Regions from separate parts of the Mus musculus genome. Here regions 2 and 3 are each linked to region 1. A link is a contact called in public Hi-C and HiChIP or PLAC-seq data. All regions are on one chromosome and are shown on one strand. Each heading gives the region's core, a stretch centred on a gene start, on an enhancer-like site or on the middle of the called end of the contact. The rest is flanking DNA. Distances are from core to core; before and after follow the strand shown.

Region 1 (4,595 bases), core at 1,145-3,644:
ACCAGACCCAATTGAAACTATTTTTGATAGGATAATGGGGTTATGTTGAGACATACAGTTAGCTTGCCCTCTAGTGTATCCTAAGATGTCGTTAGCTTTAGAAAACGGGCCCTAACAGCTCTCAAAGGAAACCATGTATACCTCACAAGCCACTTAAGATGATCAGCCCGATGTCAGCCACACACCAGGAACAAATCAAGCAGAGATTTAGTTATCTGCTTGGAATTTACAATCTAGCTTTAAGACATGAAAGTCTTTGCTGCTGAAGATGAGGATACCCACACAGGAAGTTAGAAAACTGACTACGTAGGGAATGGCACCACCCACAGTGGGCAGGCTCTCCCACCTTGATTAACATATTATTTTATAGTATCCTTTCTCTATGTACCTAATCAGAACAGAAGTTGAATGTCAGTAGGCAAAACATCCATAAACTTCGTTCTGGATGAATTATCCTCCAAGAATCCCAGAATCTTCTCTACGTACTTTACGTTTCACTTCTTTCAGGTTTTTCACCACACCTTTCTTGCTGGACTTTGCCTTCCTACTGCAAGTTACAGTGTCACTTTTTCAACACAGTCACAGCTCAAGACTCTAGTTCTGAAGATCTGTGCACTATGTTTCTAAATGCTTTTCAGATGGATGCTCTACTTGAATATATCAAAAACTTAGCTACACAGTGGAGTCACCTAGGGAGCTTTCAAGATTTCCTATGTTTAGATTGTACTAGATAACAAACCAGAATCACTAGCATAGGACCTGGCAGCAGTATTTCTACAGTTCCCTAGTGACTCCACTGTACAGTCAAGGTTGAGCCCAAATCGTATAGACAGATTTGTTACTGACCTGGAGCTCTATAACATACCTGGAGCTCATGTTATGAGTGCACTCTTTAAACAAAAGTATCTGAGTGAGTAAATCCATTAAGTTATACCCACAGCAAATTGTCAGTCACTGTCTTAGCTTCCTTTTCTGTTGCTGTGACAACATACCCTGATAAAAGCAACTTAAGAGAGAAAAAATTTTATTTGACTTGTGATTCCAGGTTGTAGCCCATCATCATGATGAGGAAGTCAAGGTAGCAAGAACTTGAAGAATTTAGTCACAGAACATCCACAGTCAAGAGTAGAGAACAATGAATTCTTGACAGTGCTCAATTTGCTTTCTCTTTAACAGCTCAGAATCTTCTGCCTAGGGAATGGTACCACCCATAGTGTACAGGCCCTCCCACCATGATTAACATAGTCATGGTATCTTCCACAGTCATGCTCACAGAGCAAACTAATGTAGACAATCCCTTGTTGAATTTCCTTTCCCGGTAATTCTAAATTGTGTAAAGTTGACAATCAAAACTATCACAGCCATATAAGATCATTGAGTTCATTTTTCTTTTCAATGAAATAAATGCATTTTTAAAAATTAAGCATTATGAGCTCAAAAAGCCAGAAATATCTTATGATTAAGAGGATAGTGATGGGCTAGAGAGATGGTTCAGCAGTTAAGAGCACTGACTGTTCTTCCAGAAGTCCTGAGTTCAAATCCCAGCACCCATATGGTGGCTCACAACCATCTGTAATGAGATCTGATACCCTCTTCTGGTTGAAGACAGCTACAGTGAGTGCACTTATAATTAATAAATAAATATTAAAAAAGAAGATAGTCATAGGTACAATTTTTAAATAAGACCTTTGTATAGATGACCCCTTTAATTAATAGATGCGGAGTGGATGAGTGTATTTAAAAAACAGGCTATCAGTATAGCATAGCTGCCACCGCATAGCTGCCACCAAGATCTGGTGGGCTGAGTTTGATTCCTGGCTGGCCTGGAACTGTCCATGTAGAGCTGGCTAATCTCAGTTTACAGAGTTCTACCTGCCTCTGTCTCTCAGGTGCCAGTGCTATAGGCTGTCTCGCTGCACCCATTTGCTTTGTTTTCTATTTCCATTCCTATTCCTTGAGAGAGGCAGGATCTGTGCATTGTACTTAATATTTTTCACTATTTTTCTGTCTAAATCTCTCAGTTTAATCATCTGCTAGCATGATTTTAATCATGTATCTTTATTTTATAAATATGTTTATTTGGATGCATTTAAAATGAAAATTTGGCTGGTAATTTTAGATATTTTTGTCTATTTTTTATCTTACATTATAAATGTTCTCTTTTTTCTCTTAATAAGTTATTCACAAACCTTTCTCTGATACTTGCCTAAGCTTTCTCAGATTTTCAGCAATATTGTGTTACATATGAAAAATGTCAGTATTAACCACAGAAAACCCAACTAAGAATTTAAGAGTACTGGAAGCTTCGGTGGGAAGAATAAGTGTAAACAAAGTATTCATGATTCATATCAGTGCAAAATGAGTGGTTCTTTGTCAAAACTGACCACAGGAAGTGAAAGATTCTGCCTTTTAGAGCACTGTGTGCTTTGCTTTAAAAGTGTGCAGTAAGGTCCAGAGCATTGCCTAACTGCCCAGTTTTGCCTCCGTGACTACCCTGTCAGTCGCCATGGATGCACTTTTCAGCTGAGCTGGTAGAAGCCTTTCATCTCTCTGGTTCCTCTCTAACCAGAGGGGGAAGTGGGGGCATTAAGCCTTGGGATGATGACACATGGATTTCCTGACAAGCACTTCGTGCCAGGAGTGGATAAGTTTGCCTTGCTGGCTGCATGTGGTCTGATGTCAGTGTGTAAAACAGATTAACAGAGCATAAATGGAGAAAGGTGAAGCGCAAAGGAAGAAAACATTGCAGCTCCACGCTCTGGTGGGATAGGAAATCCACGTTCCGAAGGAAGAAAATCGCATCCAGATGCCCCGCACAGTTACGTCTGAACATTGTTTTAACTCAGAATTTGGTCTTTGATTTCTGAGACATTTTTATAATTTGTCCAATTAAAGAAAAAGTGGGCTAGCCAGGGAGAAGAGAGGAGGGGGAGGAGGGGTGTATATTATCAAAATGCCTGGTTCATACAAGGTATCCTCAAAAGAACTAATAAAATGGAGGGAAAAAAAGAAGTAAGTGCTATTACTTAAAAAAAATTATATTACACTGGAAAGCAAATTGAACAATGTGAAATCTTCCTTAGGCTTATCTGGAAGGAAGTTATTAAATTGGCAGTTAGTTTACTGGAAAAACTTAATTAAACAGTAACATTCACTAGAACCTAGAGGCCTCAGTTTCTGGCCATGTCACATCCTGTACAGCTGAAATATTCTCATCCAGGCCAAGGGCTAAGTTAATTGTACCCCTTGCCCTATCGTGGTTATAGAACGTGGTTTCCAATTAATTCTGGCTATAGTCAGTACCTTCTATTCTAGTTGGCCTCTGTGCTAGAGAACATATAATTGAGGAAGAAGGTGAAGCGGATTTAAAAATGAAAAAGTGACTGTGAATTAGATATGAATATGATGGGTTATAGTTTTTAAAAATCATAGTTTACTTAAAAATATTTAAGAAACTGTGTTCCTAAATTGTTTTTCCTTAAGCTTACTGTATTTGATTGTTATCTACCTAGAAAAAAAATGTTACATAGATGAAGGAAAATTTGTTAATGACTCAGTTTTGTTGATGTTTAGAAGGGTGAAATAGCTAAATTAGCTAATAATGGCTAATATTAAATATTTTTCTTATACATTTTAAAGTTTTTTTCCCTGCTGTTCAGTTTTTAAGAAGTAATTATTGCTTTGGAGGCTTTTTTTCTGGGGATAGTGGCTTTAAAAAACAATTGTGAATAAATACATTCCCTTCTGTCAAAATGGTGATCCTTTTGGTGATACTTGGGGGCTGCCTGAGGCTTTCCAACAAGGATGCCATTGCTAGGACACATTTACAGCAGTGGTATGTCCTTCCCAGGTCTCTAAAGTGCACCCACAAGGCTGTGGGTTTATCTATAAATGAAGCATTTCATGTGTCATGCCTTCATTATATGAAGATAAAACCTCACCGAATACATTACATCCAAATGCCAAATGTTTGTCCTCAGATGGAGGGAGGAGCAGACCTGTAAAAAACATTGACAGTGTATATCATTAATGGCACACTTGGCTTGAACAAATCATGGCCTTTATAGTTGAACTGCCTGGTTTTCAGAACATAATGTCTGTCTGTAAAATATACCATCTCCCTATCCTTAATATTCAGGTATGAAGTTGTCTCCTTCATTTACCTCTTAATTTTACTATTTATTATTTATAAAGATTACAACTTTTTATAATTACATAATTGCCTTTAGAAATACAAGCTAGCCTTAACTGCCTCTGTTGCAAAGAATATAGTGTAATTGGCCAATATCTCCGGACATGTCTTTCAAAAACATGCTGCATGGAACAGTTGTGGTTGATACTGGAGAGCAGAAAGTAGCTGTGAATCGTGCTGTGAGCACAGTCAAACGGTCTCAGAGTCTACAAGACTTTTTAAGAAGCCCTAGTGTTTAAAGTGCTAGTTTGTTCTACCCCTATACAGAGGGTGCTTGCTCCCCTGTATACAGTCAGGACACACTGTGAGGTAGTATGGAACCTTTTGCTTTCCTGTCTTCCCCACAGCTGTCTGGACAGAGCTTCACTGGAGGGGATCATTCAATACAAGCCCTGAATGGACT
Region 2 (4,595 bases), core at 686-3,185, 100 kb after region 1:
CACCATGTATGCGAGGTTCATAGTAAAGAAAAAACCTAAGTAGCTGCTCCAAGACTGGGGGAAAGGTTTATTAAATTGGGAATAAGAAGAAAAAAAAAGAAAGAAAAGAAAAGAAAACACCCAGAGTCATCTGGGAGAGTCTAGTGAAGAAAGAAAAAGAAGCAGACTGGACATGACTGGGCTATCAGTGGGAAAAGAGGAATGGAGAGGAATTGGCAGAGATAGGTAGGTTATAAGGAGGATGAGTAGCTGTTGGGGAGGGAAACCTGTGCACTGGAGCAGGCCTGGGAGTTCAGGGTACACAAGGAGGTGAGAAGGGCCAGAAGGCTGGGGGCGGGGTAATGGGTACCTGTGAAGGGGCCTGAGGCCAGCATGGGCTTTGAGATGCAACCACAGGGATATGTCAGTGGAGAGCCATGTCCCTTCTGCCAGAAGCAAAGAAAATGACTTCTCTTGGTGGATGGGAAACATTTTACAAGTTTCTGAGGAATACTGTTTTTATCTACCCTACAGAAGTCTTTCTATGGTCCAGCTTGAGCGGGGACAAGATTGTCCTTTCTGAGACCTGACGCATGGCACTCTATGGGATAGGTATTACCATTGTCATTCTGGTCCACCAAAGGCAGGCTATGAGGAACGAGAATTTCTGCTCGTTTATTAATAGAGTGCTGCTGCTTCTGTTGTCATGCTCCATAGCTGTACTCATAAACGAGCTTTACTGAAGAGGAAGGTAAGCTGCAGCCAGGCCTGGCAGGCACAAGCAGTAGGGAGTCGATCGATTGATCGATCGACCGACCGTGCCTCAGACTCTGGCTTTTCACTAACTCCCTCAATCTAGCCTTTAAGGAAAGCTCAAATGTCACCACCCCTTGGGAGCTGGAAGGGAAATGGATTCTCTGAAATAAAGCTTCCCACTCCTCACCCTCTCCCCTGGGATGTCTTAGAGGAAACACTGTGTCCCAGGCTCGGAGCAGGAACTCCCATCGGAGAGCATCTTGGTGCATTTTTCAGACCGTGCGCAGCTTGTGCCTCCTCCCTTTCCTTCTGTATTCCTGTCTTCTCCTGTCCTCATCTTGGATTCCCAGGATCACACCTCTATTATCAGCCTCACCCTTTATTTTCCATGGTAAAATTATGACAGCGACGCTCTATGCAGCCACCACCCTCTCGCTGAGGCTACTACGCTCACTCTGAAGAAGATACAGTCACTTGTGTTTCCATTTCTCGTCAACCTTTGATCCTCTTCAAGCTCCTTTTATAGTCTACACATTGTCGTTTATACAACCTCTCAAACTGAAATCAGGCATCAGGGGCCAACTTGCGCAAAGGACTCCACAAGCAGTGCGGTTATCACCCTGCCCCTGACTTCTCGTGCAGCAGTCTAGACAGAGGACTGTCAGTCTTTATTAGATTCAGCCCAGCAAAGAGCTAAGATGACCATACGTGTTGGGGTAAAGCATGGCCCATCAAAGTGCCTTACAATTGAACAATGGGAACATGCCCAAAGGGTATAGGTCGCCATTAGGGTATATCACTGATAGGATCCTGTTCCTATCACTTGGCAATGTGCTATAATCTCGAGTACCACAGAATGAGCCACGAATACAACTGAAAATAACAACTAAAATGAAAATATCTACATTTTTCCCCCAATGGGAAAATAAGGAATCTTCTGAAGCCATGAGTTTGAGATGAAACACCTGAGATCTCATAAGCCATAAATACGATTTTCTTTCTGGAGAAGGAACTAGTTCTTAGTGTACCAGCTACGAAAGGCATGTTGCCTTTCTTATTTTTATTTTAAATTTTTTATTATTATTATTTTTATTGCTGGCCCTCTGATTTTGTGTGTCTTGCAACCACAGAGACTTCAGCTTGCACCCAGACAGCAGCAGCTTGGAGCTGGGAAAGGAGGCTGTTCCTGTAAGTGACTCAGCAGCATTCTGAGGCAGCGGCGGAATGTGGTGCTGCTGGTGGGAAGGAATGGCCGGCCAATGCCTTTTCTTTTCCACCCGCTGGAGGTTTTCTTTGGCAGAAGTTCCTGCTCTCCAGGCAATTGCTGACTTGCAACCCCAGACATAAAGTTTCCACAGAGGTCCAGTTATGGAATATTTGAACTAGAAAGTTTCTTATGCAGCATCCTCATCATTGTTTTAAGTTGTAGGGAAACTGAGGCATATAAGCGAGCCAAGTCACTTGAGGTGACATCCCGAGCTCAGCTAGGTCTGAACTGATATCTCTGAGTCCAGGGTTTCTGGCACGGAAGCAGTTAAGGGTGCACACAGGAGCCATCTGCTGGTGTCCAGTAGAGCACTAAATGGCAGGCCACTGACACTGTTGTGGAAATATGATGATCAATGACATCGTGAATAGACAATTCTTCATTTTCTTCTGCAAAGAAATGGGAGCACAAAGGCCGGAGAGCTGGAGGCACTTGTAAAGCCATGCAGAGCTGGAACTGGGCTGGCCATGATGGCTAGAGGGGCTTCATGAGGCCTAACTTTTCAGCCTGCCAGCTGTCTGGACTCTGGTGGCTTGTGCTTTAGCAACTTGACTATGCCTAGATCCTTGTTTTCCAAGTCTCCCTCTTTATGGAGTTAGACTAGGGTTAGTAAGATACACATGATTTGAAAAGAAAGAAAATATACAGGACTGCTTTTTCAGGGATAACCTTTTCAGGGCCCTGTGTGCTAAATGAGCTTGCATAGCTCTGCTCTGAATCTAGTTCTCCACATTGCTGGATCTGCTGCCCAGCTGCAGCTAACTTCCCAGGCACCCCTGGAGACACCGGGCTACTGACCTACCGAAGCAGCGAGCCAAGGGCTTTCCCCAGACTACATCTTGCCACTGTTGGTCACTTTCTGAGTGTGTCTACTCTGTATGACTGGATGTGACTCTTTTTCTTATCCCCTACCTCACCCTTGCACATATTCACTCAGCCCCTCCCACACCTGTGGAAGGTCTACTGTAGTGCTTAACGTTGTGATCCTGGCCCATGACTGGATCTGGAGGGATTCACCCTGAATCTCCAAGGACGATGAGCCTGGAGCTATCCATCCAATTCACAGGCCTCTCCCTGCTCTGTGCAATCCACAAAGACAGTGGATCACAGCAGAGGACAGAACTGTTTCTCACCACCGCATGCAAATGTTTATTGCCAACAGAATCCCTAAGGTAGAAAGAGAAAGTTCTGGGAAAGTGAATCAAAATGAAGTCATTTGTGAAAAAATAAAAAACAAATAAAGTCAGAACACTCAGCAGGAGGGTCTCTCCTGCACCTGTGCATGAAAACAAGAAAAAATACCAAGGGTTTTGCAGAGCCACAGCCTTGCACAAAACCATTCCCAGCTCACATATAAAAATGTTCATCTAAGGACATTTGCCATGGACTAGGTATTTAACTTTGAACCACCCTTTCTTTATTTATACCTATAGACAAGATTTTTTTTTTGTATCAAAGCAATTTGTGTGATTCTCCTCATTTGCCTTTTAAAACTCCCCCTTGCTTCAGTGCTTGTGAGTGTGCACACAATTCACTATGGCTTGCATGTTGCCATTAAGTGTTACTCTAGAGTGAAACCCTGTTTGAAATTTAGCTTGACACTCCAAACCCTGAGGCAAAGGATGAAATAGGCATATGAGGAGGAAAGCTGGGTGCTCTACATCCTTAGTGTCCTACCTCTCCTTCCTCTTTGAAGTATATTGGACCTACTCCTTAGCATCCCTGTCTTAGGGTTTCTATTGCTGTGAAGATACACTACGACCACAGAAACTCTCATAAAGGGAAACATTTCATTGGGGCTGGCTTATTGTTCAGAGTTTTTAGCTCATTTCATTATCAGCATGGCAGGGAGCACGGAAGCACACAGGCAGACACGGTATTAGCATTTCTTCTAGACTCCGCCCAACAGTTACCTAGCAACAGCCAGGTACTAGCCTGGCTTGCTATAAAAGAACTATTTTGCCTCTCTCATTCTCTCTCTCTCTCTCTCTCTCTCTCTCTCTCACACACACTCTCACTCTCTCTCTCTCCACCTCTCCCTCTCTCTCCCTCCACCTCTCCCTCTCCCTCTCTCTCTCTCTTGCTCTTTCTTCCCCTGCCCGAGCCCCCCTTCTCTCCCCACATGTTCCTAGCTGGTCTCTTCCTTTCTTCCCCCTCTCTCCTCTCCGTTTCTGCCTTTCTTTGTCACCTTTCTTTTTCTGCCTCCACTCCCTTCTCATCCTCCCTCCCCACACCCCCAATACATTTCATTTTAGTATGGCTGGTTCCTGGGGGGGCAAGGGGGTGCCTCAACATAGGCCTGCTAAGGCACCCCCTCACACTGTATCATGCTGCCGAATTACAAAACATATCACATGTGCTGGAGAGGAGCTGAGAATTCTACATTTGGATCTACAGGCAGCGGGAAGAGAGAGTGAGCCACTGGACTTGATTTGAGCTTCAGAAATTTCAAAACCCACCCCAAGTGACATACTTCCTCTAATAAGACCACACTACTTAAACCTTTCAAATAATAGTACTCCCCATGAGCCTATGGGGGTTATTTTACAGCCCTCTAAATAACTGAGCTGGGCTATAGGACTTTCAACATCCT
Region 3 (4,595 bases), core at 642-3,141, 86 kb before region 1:
GAAGCAGTTTGATGGGCGGGCACCCTGGAGCAGAGGCCTGACTTGAGGTCTGGCTCTGCCACTTTTTGTCTATGAGACCTGGAAAAAGTCCAAAACCACTATGAATACTTTAGACCCTTTATGTTTTAGTTCATTTAGGTCTTAGAGAGTCTTGTGTGCTGTAACATTTTCATTTTACATATGACAAAACATTCTTAGGGAGGCCCAGTGTCTGTTCCATGCTCACTCTGTGAGTATAAAATGGAGCTGGGATTTATATCCAGGAAATTCAATGCTGGAGGTCAAGGTCATTTGCAAATGATGGCTCTGTTGACCTTACATGAATATCAATGACTTCAGTAATATGGAAGCCTGTTTAGTTTCCTAAGTAGTTATATAGGAAATAGAAATTTGTGTAGGCTTTGAAAGGAAGCAGTTTCCAAGTGACCTAGCGGAATCGTGGGTTTGATAATCAGTGTTCTTGCCATATATTGACAGAGCACTCAGTGGTGCAGTGACATGAACTTAACAGATATGGGATAGGTACACCAGGTTCTCAAGTCACAGGTTATCATGCCATGGTCCCTATACGTCAAAGCAGGGAGACATAAGAAGATAACTGAGTTCTCCCCTCCCCCGCCCCCAAGCAAAACAAAACAAAACAAAACAAAAAAACCAAAACAAAACTAAGCCTAGAACATCTCAAGGAAAGAGTGTTGTTCATCATATTATGTGGCCTGCAAGTGACCGGCGGCTCCTCATAGTCCTTCTGCTCTATGAACACAAGGTTAGAAGAAGAAGGCATTTGGCTCAGCACACATGGGGCCAGGTCAGTTAGACCCAAATCTCCTTCTTTATCTACAGAGCAGATGAATTTTAATGGCAGTTTTTATTCTTCGTCACGCACAGCCATCTGTACCATTGCCCAAGACTGAGTTCTTTCATCTATGAAATGGGTATTTTGATAATGATCTCACTGGGTTCCTGCACGGATGACTGACACATAGTAGGAGTGGGATATATTGTAGGTGGTGGGATTGTATTTCCATTTTCTTCTGTTGTAACTGAACACTGTGTTGTTTTTATTTGTTGTTTTGTTTTAGAGGTATTTTGTTTGTTTGTTTGTTTGTTTGTGATTAAGATGTATTTGACAAATGTTGCTGATGGTTCAGCAACATCATTGACAGCATGACATCATTGTCCTGGTGAGAGCTTCAGACTGTATCACACATGGTGGAGAAACAGAAGAGGGACGGTCTGTATGCAAATACCAGTGACCACTTGGTGAGGCAGAAGACAGGGGACTCTGGGGCTAGGTTGTACTTTTTGTAACCGTCTCCACTTGCATCCTGTGGGAACTACATGAATCTCTTCTGAGGGTGGTGCCCCACCCTTAAAGGTTCCTCCAACTTGACCACATTTGAGGTCCAGTTTCCAGCATGCAGATTTGGGGAACACACCCCAGCCGAGTAGCCTCTTTCTCTTCTTTCCAACCTCTGTCTTCCCTACTTGCTCTTGCTTTTGTCTTCATCGTACAGATTTATTTTCACTGTATTCCTGTTTCCAGTTAGCCACACAATACTGTTTTCAGGACTCGTGGCAAGAAGGGAACCTAACCACCGGGGCCACATAAACCCTTGCGATGGGCTTTATTGGGTCTGGAGAACAGTATATATTTGGAAGATCCCGCCCCCTTTCAGAATCTGTCTCAGCGATGATACGGCAGTGGGGTGTTGTCCTGCTCTAAATTAAAGGCAGCCCGAGCTGATATTTTTAGCTGGTATTTAAATGTGGCATGAGACTCATATATAGTTCTTTAATTTATAGTCTGAAATGACTGACAGCCCAGGAATGAAAGATCATGATGTGATGGTAGGCTAGGCCAGCAGGCCTGGATGTCATCTGCAGGCACAGTCTGCAGGCCTCTTAGTTTATTTGTAGACATCTAATCTGAGGCTGGTGACTTAAGGCACTGGATAAAATAGTGAACTGAGAAATACTGGAAACTTAAAAACAACAAGCAGGATGTGGTGTGCGAGGTTCTGAGGGATCATGAAGGCGGTGAGGAAGCAGGCTTTGAGGAGTCTGTGAAGCTGACTGGCTGCTGTGAGTGCATAGAACAGTTTAGAAGAAGAAAGTATGGGCGGGCGGCGAACTGGGCACATAACCAGTCTCTTGTGTCCTGATTTTCCTGAAGCGTTGTGATAGGTGCAGATGGGGCTGTGTGTGTACCAGGTGTGTGCGCACCAGTTCACAGCTGTCGTAGCATCAAGGAAGTCAGTGTGAGGCTACCACTGCTGTGAGACCTTGGGTACATTTTCAGCCTGTGTCTCTCTCCAGTTAATTCATGTGTAAAAAGAGGGCATTATTAGTGATGTGGTATGTGTGTGTGTGTAGTACCTCATGCATAAAAAACCACACACATATATATATATCACAAATATGTTTCTGAGAGTAGAGCTGTCAGATACATACATTGGATGACATTTTTTGTTGTACCAGAAAGGTACTGAAATCTGTTCTTGACCTCACATTTATAATTTTGACTTACATCATTTTGCACAGTTTTGAATGAAATAAAGAACAATCAAAACATTTGGTAGATCACACTGTGCCTCCTAATAAAACCACTAAAAACAAAGTATCCCTTCAAGACCATTGGGGAAGTCTTACAGATGTCCATTTCATAGCATGTGGTGCATAATAGTTTGTGTCCTGTGATCAAATTCCCAGGGTCCAAGACCCCAGAGGAGAAAGGATCCCTCATGATGAAGTGAGTGGTTCTTGTTCCTGAGAATTCCAAGGACTGTTTTTTTTTTTTTTTTTTGCTGTCATCTTAGTATTAGTTTCGCTAGACTTATCTCCCATGCTCGCCTGGTAACGCAGCCATTTCCTGTATACAAAGACCATTTTGAAAAAGTCTTCATGACTTTAGCATTATAGGACTACTGGGTGAATTTTGCTGAGGTTTAGGGCTTGGAGTCCTGACTTGGCTGTTGTACAGTGGTCAGTAGATTCCAGTGGAGCCATGTGGAGTTTATACCACCATAAATAGGTACTGTTTATAGAATACTTGCTGTGGTCTTGGTGCTTTGATATGTAGTTTCATTTAATCCTCAGATTTTCAAGGGGGAATTAGTAGTAGTCCCTCTGTATACAGGAGGAAACTGGGGTAGGGAGAAGCTAAAAATGTGCCTCGATTTACACAAGACTGAAGATTTACAGGAAAATGTGGAGCCAGCTTTATACAACACTCCAAATAGATTAAAGCACAACCAAGGGAGTATGATGGAGAGCCCTGAGTGGAGAGCTCAGATGCCTGCTGATGGTGTGGGTTCACATCTAAGCATGTTCGTCATCTGACCCTTTGCCTCTCAGTGACTTGTGACTTCAGAACTGCTCTTGCAATGCCTGCCTGGAAACTCTAGAGACTGATTCCTCCCCCTCCCCCCCTCCTTTCCTCTCTCCCTTGTCCATCTTTATCCATCTCCATCCACACCACCCCTTCTAAGAACTCAGGTCTTAGTTACTGGTTGGGTAGTTTTGTTGTAGAGCAACCCTCAGGTTGAAGCCTCCTGCCTGTGGAAAAGCAAGAATTCTAACAGTAACCATTGCTGTTGAGAAAGTTACCAAAATAAAGATTTTTCTTTAATACACACACACACACACACACACACACACACACACACACATATTTAAAAATTTCATGGATATGGTATGTATACCTCTGCAAATGTGTACACCATGTGTGTTGGTGCCCTAGAGACCAGAAGATTGTGCCAGGTCCTCTTTCAGGTCCTCTGTAAGACCAAGTACTCTTAACCACTGAGCCATCTCTCCAGCCCCATGTATTTCCTCTTTTATAGAGATATTTTATGTTAAAATGGCAACATATTGGGTTTTATGACCCGAACACAATATCGATTTGGGTAGGGTCTCACTGCTCTCTGGATATTTTCTGGGAATCTCACAAACAAACATATTTGTCTACAGTGAGGATATCCTACATCCTGCATCCCCCTCCACCTTCTAGGCTTTCTGAACCCTGGGAGGTGCCTCTCTACTCTCACTCATCTTCCTTAGCACCCTTTAAAGACCTTCTAAACCCACTGGAGTGTAAGGCCTGCGGGAAAAACAGTGACGTTGGAAAGCACACGCCCACCCTCCCAGATGTCTTATTTTATAGCTGAGAATCTTTCTTTCTCTTAATCTTTGTGCTTGAAATCTGCTTTACAATAAATTCTAACTCTAAATGTTAGGTTACAGACAATTCTACTAGGCTCTGCCCAACCTCTACCTAGCAACAGCTTGCGTCGCAGCCCCGCCAGGCTCTCTTTCACCATCTTCTTTCTCTCTTTGTTCCAACATGTTCCCAATCAGCCTCTTTCTCTCTTTGCACCTTCCTCTCTTTCTCTCTTTCCGTCCCCACTTTCTCTCTTCCCACTTCTCTGCCCTCATAGCTATGTTCCCAGCCTTCCCAGGTCCCCATTCTCACCCTTCCAATAATAAGTATTCTTTATACTAGGCCTGTTGCATGGCGAGATTCCTCAGGGAATCCCTCTGGTGTCACGGGTGGATGGGGGGGGGGCACCTTGGCATGGGCCCACCAAGGTACT

Evidence for each region. A called contact is a pair of places that touch in the nucleus more often than the background predicts. HiChIP or PLAC-seq counts read pairs in DNA pulled down with a chosen protein or histone mark.
Region 2: a contact with region 1 is called in a Hi-C map of liver, with 2.3 times the contacts expected there. The contact joins two enhancer-like sites. A contact is called at or near these places in 6 of 484 Hi-C or Micro-C datasets (the 3T3-L1 cell line, the AML12 cell line, embryonic fibroblasts and 3 more) and 2 of 9 other capture datasets (adipose tissue and pancreatic islet).
Region 3: a contact with region 1 is called in an H3K27ac HiChIP or PLAC-seq map of microglia, with 3 times the contacts expected there. The contact joins two enhancer-like sites. A contact is called at or near these places in 1 of 484 Hi-C or Micro-C datasets (embryonic fibroblasts), 2 of 115 datasets of contacts at active chromatin or transcription factors (embryonic stem cells and microglia) and 2 of 9 other capture datasets (adipose tissue and pancreatic islet).

What each region holds. Positions count from the first base shown.
Region 1 is chr1:51,787,455-51,792,049 of GRCm38.p6, reverse strand. All of the region lies in intron 13 of Myo1b (myosin IB), which reads left to right. Among named protein-coding and RNA genes, the nearest start is that of Myo1b, 130 kb to the left of the region's middle. Within about 2 kb of position 2,394, at least 66 of the 459 cell types and tissues checked have an H3K27ac peak or open chromatin away from gene starts, as enhancers often do. A contact at or near this core is called in adipose tissue and microglia, where this site is marked.
Region 2 is chr1:51,687,416-51,692,010 of GRCm38.p6, reverse strand. No RefSeq gene overlaps it. Among named protein-coding and RNA genes, the nearest start is that of Gm31636, 67 kb to the right of the region's middle. Within about 2 kb of position 1,935, at least 40 of the 459 cell types and tissues checked have an H3K27ac peak or open chromatin away from gene starts, as enhancers often do. A contact at or near this core is called in adipose tissue, where this site is marked.
Region 3 is chr1:51,873,152-51,877,746 of GRCm38.p6, reverse strand. The region is part of intron 2 of Myo1b (myosin IB); the gene reads left to right. Among named protein-coding and RNA genes, the nearest start is that of Myo1b, 41 kb to the left of the region's middle. Within about 2 kb of position 1,891, at least 12 of the 459 cell types and tissues checked have an H3K27ac peak or open chromatin away from gene starts, as enhancers often do. A contact at or near this core is called in microglia, where this site is marked.